2 separate regions of the Sus scrofa genome follow, and region 1 is linked to region 2. The links are chromatin contacts, called in public Hi-C maps. All regions are on one chromosome and are shown on one strand. Each heading gives the region's core, a stretch centred on a gene start, on an enhancer-like site or on the middle of the called end of the contact. The rest is flanking DNA. Distances are from core to core; before and after follow the strand shown. Region 1 has its middle 62 kb from the start of RASGEF1B. Region 2 has its middle 310 kb from the start of RASGEF1B.

Evidence for each region. A called contact is a pair of places that touch in the nucleus more often than the background predicts.
Region 1: a Hi-C map of adipose tissue shows a contact between it and region 2, with 6 times the contacts expected there. The contact joins two enhancer-like sites. A contact is called at or near these places in 1 of 5 promoter capture datasets (liver), 22 of 47 Hi-C or Micro-C datasets (adipose tissue, alveolar macrophages, blood and 12 more) and 2 of 2 datasets of contacts at active chromatin or transcription factors (alveolar macrophages and skeletal muscle).

What each region holds. Positions count from the first base shown.
Region 1 is chr8:136,616,396-136,619,767 of Sscrofa11.1, forward strand. No RefSeq gene overlaps it. Among named protein-coding and RNA genes, the nearest start is that of RASGEF1B, 62 kb to the left of the region's middle. Within about 2 kb of position 1,311, at least 12 of the 83 cell types and tissues checked have an H3K27ac peak or open chromatin away from gene starts, as enhancers often do. A contact at or near this core is called in adipose tissue, where this site is marked.
Region 2 is chr8:136,241,203-136,244,587 of Sscrofa11.1, forward strand. It overlaps a transcript of RASGEF1B not described here. Among named protein-coding and RNA genes, the nearest start is that of RASGEF1B, 310 kb to the right of the region's middle. Within about 2 kb of position 1,964, at least 3 of the 83 cell types and tissues checked have an H3K27ac peak or open chromatin away from gene starts, as enhancers often do. A contact at or near this core is called in adipose tissue, where this site is marked.

The sequences.
Region 1 (3,372 bases), core at 61-2,560, 370 kb after region 2:
GAGCCATTGCCTTCAGAGGGGGCCTGGTCTCCATTACCGCCTGGGGTTCCTACTTTGTTCCTGAGAGATGTTTCTGCATATCTGGGGGTGCCCGCCCCTGGGCCCCGCACCGCTCCCCACCAGCCCGTCACTCACGAGTCCCGTAGGGGTGCCCTCCTGACACCATCTCCTTCTGGTCGGTGACAAATGCAGTTTGCCTGCCCATCCCTCCCCGTCTCCACAGCCCAGGCATCTGCCGGCTCCTTGAAAACATTTGGATCAGAAGCGGGTCCTTGAGCTGGCAGGCGGTGTGGACAGTTCCTCTTCCATGGGCAGAGAAGAGTCAGCTGGCGGGGCGACCATCCCACAGCGAGCGTCTGGGTCTGACTCTGTCCTCACAGACGCCAGGGACCAAAGATCCCGGACGGCACGTTCCCTCTTCTGATGCTTCCGGGCAGAAACGAGGAAGCCTGCCCTGGAGCTCAGGGGACCTGTGACCACCTGAACCGGAATGTAGATGGCCTGCGATGTGCCTTTGTGTGTGTGTTGCTGTGTATTTTCCCTGAAGAGCAGGTCTGTGTATTCCTAGAGATTGCGAGGAGTCAGAATTCCTCCAGCGTTTGCTAAGCGGCTTCCTGGAGTGTAACCATTCGATTCCTCAGGCCGGCAAGTGGTCTTCTTGGGATTCCAACACCTACGCGCCAGGCAGGTCCACACAGAGGCCCATCTCACCGTCTCCACGACTGGGCAAGGTCCCCGGGACGCCCTGCTTCATGGACGGGACAGTGGAGGCCCGGAGAGGTCAAGTAACCCGCCCGGCAAAACCAGGTTTTCTGGATCCCAAATCGCTGGGTCGCAAGGACCTCCGGCCGAGGTCGTGGCCATCTGCTCGGAGCTCTGAGAGGGCCTGACGGGGACGCCTCTGAAAGAGGGCGCTGTAGGTGCACCTGCAGGCAGCCGACTCACTTCTCTGCAGCCCCGAAACTAACGCAGCATCGGGGGTCGCCTAGACGCCCGTAACATTCATAAAACAAAACGAAACAAAAAAGTCGATATTCGGATAAGGGCCGGCAAACCTCAGAGCTATTGAGGGTTCGGTTCCGGACCAAAAACCATATACATGCAGCCTGTGGACGGTGCCAGGCTGGGGGGGACTCGGAGCTGCAGCTGCCGGCCTGCCCCTCAGCCTCGCGGGATCCGAGCTGCGTCTGCGACCCGCGCGGCGGCTTAAACTTAGCCGGCAACTTCCCCGGCCCAACCCGCGGGGTGCGGCCCGGGGTCCAGCGCACACCCGATGGACACTGTGTGCTGCTCTTCACCCGTGAACCCCCGGGGGAACGCATGCTTTACCAACATTTAGAAAGCAGAGCGAGTCACGTGAGAGTTGGAGCCCAGCCTGCTCCCGAGGAAGATCGGAAGCTCCAGCCGCGGGTCTGCAGGCCCGGGCTCCCCCCATCGATCGAGGAGGCCTGGGGCGGAGTAGCCGGCCCTCTAGCTCTCTGCCACCCTCCCGGGCTCTCCTCCTGGCCCGCCCGCCCTCCTCCGCCTCTGGGGGCCTTGGTGTCTGAATTTTCGGCTCCCGCCTTCTCCCGCTCTTTCCTTCCCTCTCCGTCCCCTGGTCCCCACTCCCCCATCCCTCCATCCTGAGAACTGGGGCGGGAGAGGCAGGAGGCCCAGAGGCTGCCTCCCCACCAGGGCGGGAGCTCCGCGAGGAGGAGGGCCAGGTGGCCCAGGGCATCCCCTGGTCCCTCAGTGTCACCTTCCTAGCGTGTCCCTTAAAAAGAGAAGGAACGAGCTGACACACACACGGGTTTTCAATGCCAGTTTTATCCCAGCTGTCTTGTCTCTCAACACAAACAACAGCAGAGGGACTCGGCGGTGCTGAGAAGACAGCTGCAAGGACTCTGACTCGGTCCGTGTCTTCCTGTCCCCTGGACACGGCCAGACACTCGCACCCTGGGTTCCTTGGCTGCAGCAGGCTTTCTGGGACTCTGGGCCTGTGATTCTTTGATTTCAGCATTTGACTCGTGTGAGGGTGAGCATAGAACGTGATTGGCTGTTCTGCTGTGGACTTATTTTATGGATATTTTTAAAGTGTGACTTATGGTAAAATTACATCCATATATATATTACATACATAAAATACATACACACACACACATATATCATGAGGACTTGGGTTCGATCCCTGGCCTTACTCAGTGGGTTAAGGATCTGGTGTTGCCTTGAGCTGTGGTGTAGATCGCAGATGCAGCTAGGATCCCGAATTGCAGTGGCTGAGGCGTAGGCTGGCAGCTGCCACTCTGATTCAGCCCCTAGCCTGGGGACCTCCCTATGCAGCAAGTGCAGCCCTAAAAAGAAAAAATAAAAACATAAATAAATAAATAAACAATAAACAAAGCTTAGGAGTTCCCTCGTGGCTCAGCCAGTTAAGGATCCAGCATTGTTGCTGCTGTGGCTCAAGTCACTGCTATGGCGCAGGTTCTGTCCTTGGGCCTGGAACTTCTGTAAGCCGTGGGCACAGCCAAGACAATTAAATAGGTTTTTTTAGTGTGTCAAAAAAAAGTTCCAACATACCCTGCTTTCTCTTTTGCAAGTCTGGAAGGCAAGAGATGCGAAGGAAGGTTTGCCCTAGAGAGACGGCGTGACTAGGGATCCCGTCCCAGTGGCCAAAGTGCACGCACCAACTCCACGACCAGCTTTCTCCCTCAGTTCAGGGGTGAGAAGAGTTGAAGATCAGTCCTCAGGGAGAGGGTGGATGTGTGACTCCGCAGGAAACCCAGGAGGCCCTGCAGGTGGCCGGCGCTTCGTGCCCCGCTCTGTCCGACGGGCTTGTCTTACATAGAACGTGGCTCCAGTGCGTTTGCTGAGTGGAAACCTGTCTTCCCACCGGAACTGAGCACCCGCGGCAGAGACGTGCCGTTGGGATCTCTGGCTGATCTTCGGTAGAGAGGGCCTCGAAATTCACTGATCTGCACCCATTCACTACATTTGCCGTCGTGGTCACTCCGCATGCATTTAAAGACATCAGCTAGTCCAGTGACCTGAGGCCAGCGAGGTTAGTGCTGAGGCCAGAACGTGGGCACAGCCTGTGCCCGTCTTCGCGGATAGAGGATGGGCTGATCTAGTGTGAGAACACAGCAAGGTGGCCGCGGGGCCATGGCCCCAGGCTGGAGTGCTCTGTGCCCGGACCAGGGAGGCCGCTGCGGAAGACCTCTGGCAGCTGTCCCTTGAACTTGTCTGCAGAAATATTGTCTGTGGTGTAACCTGAAGCACCCTCATCTCCCAGAGTGGTGAGGAGATGCGGGGCCAGTGTGCAGGGGAGCCGGTGGGGATGGGCGTTGCCCGTGCTGCGCTGTCTTCTCATCGGTCCTCTCCTTTCCCCTCGCTCGG
Region 2 (3,385 bases), core at 714-3,213:
TGATCATGACCGGGTTTGCGCAGGCCCGGGGGGGCTGAATTTTCCACTCTCAGCAACTCTTAGAAATGGCTGAAATACATGCCATTCTAGGTCCCTACCTCATGTCCTGAAGGGCATTTGTTGTCTACAGGCTGCACTCATGTCTTCCACTTCCAATCCTTTTGTATTTCAGGTGCTTATTTGTAAATCTAAAGACATTAGCAATGTCAGAGGTTCTGCTCCATTCATTTGTCTAGGGATTTATCATCAAAATATTCCTTTTATATCAGCAACTTGGGGTCTTACGATGATAAATAATCCGGGGTTCTATTTTGCAATGATCTTTCAAACAGAGGGCATATGATTATAATATGTACAGGATATAATAGCCAACAATTCAGGGTCACGAAGAGATGGGTTGATGACAATTATTTAACGTTCCTTTGGCTTAAAGAGAATACTATATTGCTGAAGCAATTTTGAAATGATGTGTTTAACTTTCCATCTCTTAGGGGAGGCAATGACTGTATTATATGTTATCTGGGTGAAAACCGTTGTACCAGAATTACAGTGAGTGGCCACATAACAGAGGCAGGGCTGAGATTTGAGCCCATGCCCCTTTCATTAAGCTACCCTCCTCCCAAGAGGAACGCCTTTGGCCCAGCCAGGCTTTTCTGTGAGCCTCTTTTACTTATTTATTTACTTGTCTTTTTAGGGCTGCACCCATGGCATATGGAGGTTCCCAGGCTAGGGGTCCACTTGGAGCTGTAGCCTCTGGCCTACTCCACAGCCACAGCAACTTGGGATTCAAGCCACGTCTGTGACCTGCACCCCAGCTCACGGCAACGCCGGATCCTTAACCCACTGAACGAGGCCAGGGATGGAACCTGCATCCTCATGGGTACTAGTCGGGTTTGAAACCGCCGAGCCACAGCAGGAACCCTGGTGAGCCTCTTTGAGAAGAAGGGCCTCCAGTGGCTAAGAGATGCTCAATCACCATGGTTCCCTCTCTGTTCTTTGCAAGGCAGGCGGCGATGATGTGCCGGGGGAGGTGGGGATGGAAGGCAACGAGGAGGCCGAGGCTCTCGATACTGGTGGCAGCCGGGAGCGGGCAGGAGATGTCACTCCTCTCCTGCTCACTGCAAACATGGGCACGAGGGGTCGGACCCTGAGATAGGTTTAGTGACAACACTTCTGTGTGTAGCAGGGAGATGCGGGGTCTCAGGGAAGAAGGAGAAGCTGAATATTTACTTGGAGGAAAAATCTCTACTTTTCTAAGGACTCCTGGCCATGGCAGTCGTACTGCTGATTGGGAAGGGTCTGCTCAGCTCAGCTCAGCTCCCCCGGCGAGGTCTGCAGCCCTGTGCCACGTGAGCAAAATGGTGTTTCCTCCTGGGAACGATTTGCTTTATTCTTTGGTGCTTTCTTGGGCTTCATCTTGTGCCAGACCTGAAAATCTGGAGCTGTCAACTCTAGGCTCGCCCCCAGAGAGCTTGGTGGCAGGGTTCCAGTTCCTTAACAGTGGCGAAGTGTGAAGACTCTTCTGCGTGCAGGGTAATATTTCTGGCTTTGTCCACTGTTGGCACCATAGACACGGGCTCAGGGTGGCCAGAGGAGCTTTAGTGGATGATGAATGTTTGTTTAGAATGATGATCCAGGGAACTGAGTTACAGTACAGCCTCTCGGCAGCAGGCCTGTCCTGGTCTAGAACATTCCCTCAAAGAAATTCTTGGTTTGGCAGTAGCCCCAGGTCAGATGAGGCCAAAGACAATGAACCTTTGGCTTGGAGTTGCTCTTTACTCCCCAGAACGTCCTTCGCCTGCCCATGGCTTTGTGTGCGGTAGGCATCTTCCTGTCCTCTTCCTGCTCCATCCGAGACCTGAGTGAGTGAGGGGCTTGTGGGCTTATGTCTTCGTTGCCCCTCTGCCCAGGCTCCATGACCCAGAGCCACGGATCAGCACCCTGGCCTTGGTGTTACTACTACTCCTGGAGCGTCAGACAGAGCTCGGTCATTCAAAGCAGCCGTTCTGTTCGCTGCATGCCACGCATTCTAAAGTATGTGACTTTCATCTCATCCTCACAGCCTTCCAGGTAGCTAAGGGAAAGGCTATTACGCTCTTCGAGGATGGAATTCAGTGACTTAATCAAGGTTACAAGAATGATAATCAGGGGCATCAGGACTCGAGCCAGGTGTTTCTGATTCCTGGATCTGTACCCTGAGGCAGACAGACTGTAGCTTGCAGGCCAGACCTGGCTGCTGTCTGTCTGGGTGTGACCTCCAAGCCAAGAGTAGTTTTTACATTTTTAAATAGCTGGAAAAAAACAAAAGAAGACTAGTTCAGGACACATAAAAATTAAATGTAATTCAAAGTTCAGTGTCTATGAAATTAACTTATACTGGAACACAGACAGATTGACTCATTTATACCCTGTCTGTTACCCCGTTTTGTCCTCATTTTCTAAAACTTCATTTATTTTTTCTTGAAATGTAGTTGATTTACAATGTTATATTTCTGGTATGTAGCAAAGCAATACAGATCTCTCTCTCTCTATGTGTATGTAGGTGTAGATGTGTGTGTGTTATGTATATACACACACACACACATTCTTTTTCATTTTCTTTTCCACTGTGGTTTTTTAAGTATAATATATTGAATATAGTTCCCTGTGTTATATACGCCAAGACCTCGCCATTTATCTTTTCTATACGTAATAATTTGCACCTGCTCATGCCAGACTCCCAGTCGCTCCCTCCCCTGCCCCCTTCCCCTTGGCAACCACAAGTCTGTTCTCTATGTCTGTGAGTTTGTTTTGCAGATCAGGTCATTCGTGTCGTAGTTTAGACTGCATAGACACGTTGGTATCATAGAGCATTGGTATGAGCCTTTTTATGCTACAGCGGCAGAGTCGGGTTGTTGGGACAGAGACGTTATGGCCCACAGAGCCTAGAATATTTCCTCATCTGTCCCTTTTTAGGAAAGTTTTGTCAGCCACTGTGATAGATGATCAGTAAATAGAGACGCGTGGTACAGTCCGTCTGTATTGTTTGCTAAGGCGACCGTAGGCTGCCACAACAGATGGTGCAAACTGGGCAGCGGCAAACAACAGAAATGTATTGTCTAACTGTTCTGGAGGCCAGAAGTCCAAAATCAAGGTGTCAGGAGGGAGGGTCAGACTCGGAGGAGGGTCCTTCCTTGGCTCTTCCTAGCTTCGGGGACCCCACAATCCTTGGTGTTCTTTTGTTCGTGTCTGCAGCCGGCCCGTCGCTCTCTGCCTCCATCATCTCTTGGCTGTCTTCACGCATCATCCCTCTGTGTGTGTCTGTGTCCAGATGTCCCCATTTTATCTTTATTATGTATGTATCTATTTATTTATTTTATGGCTATACCTTAGGCACATGGAAGTT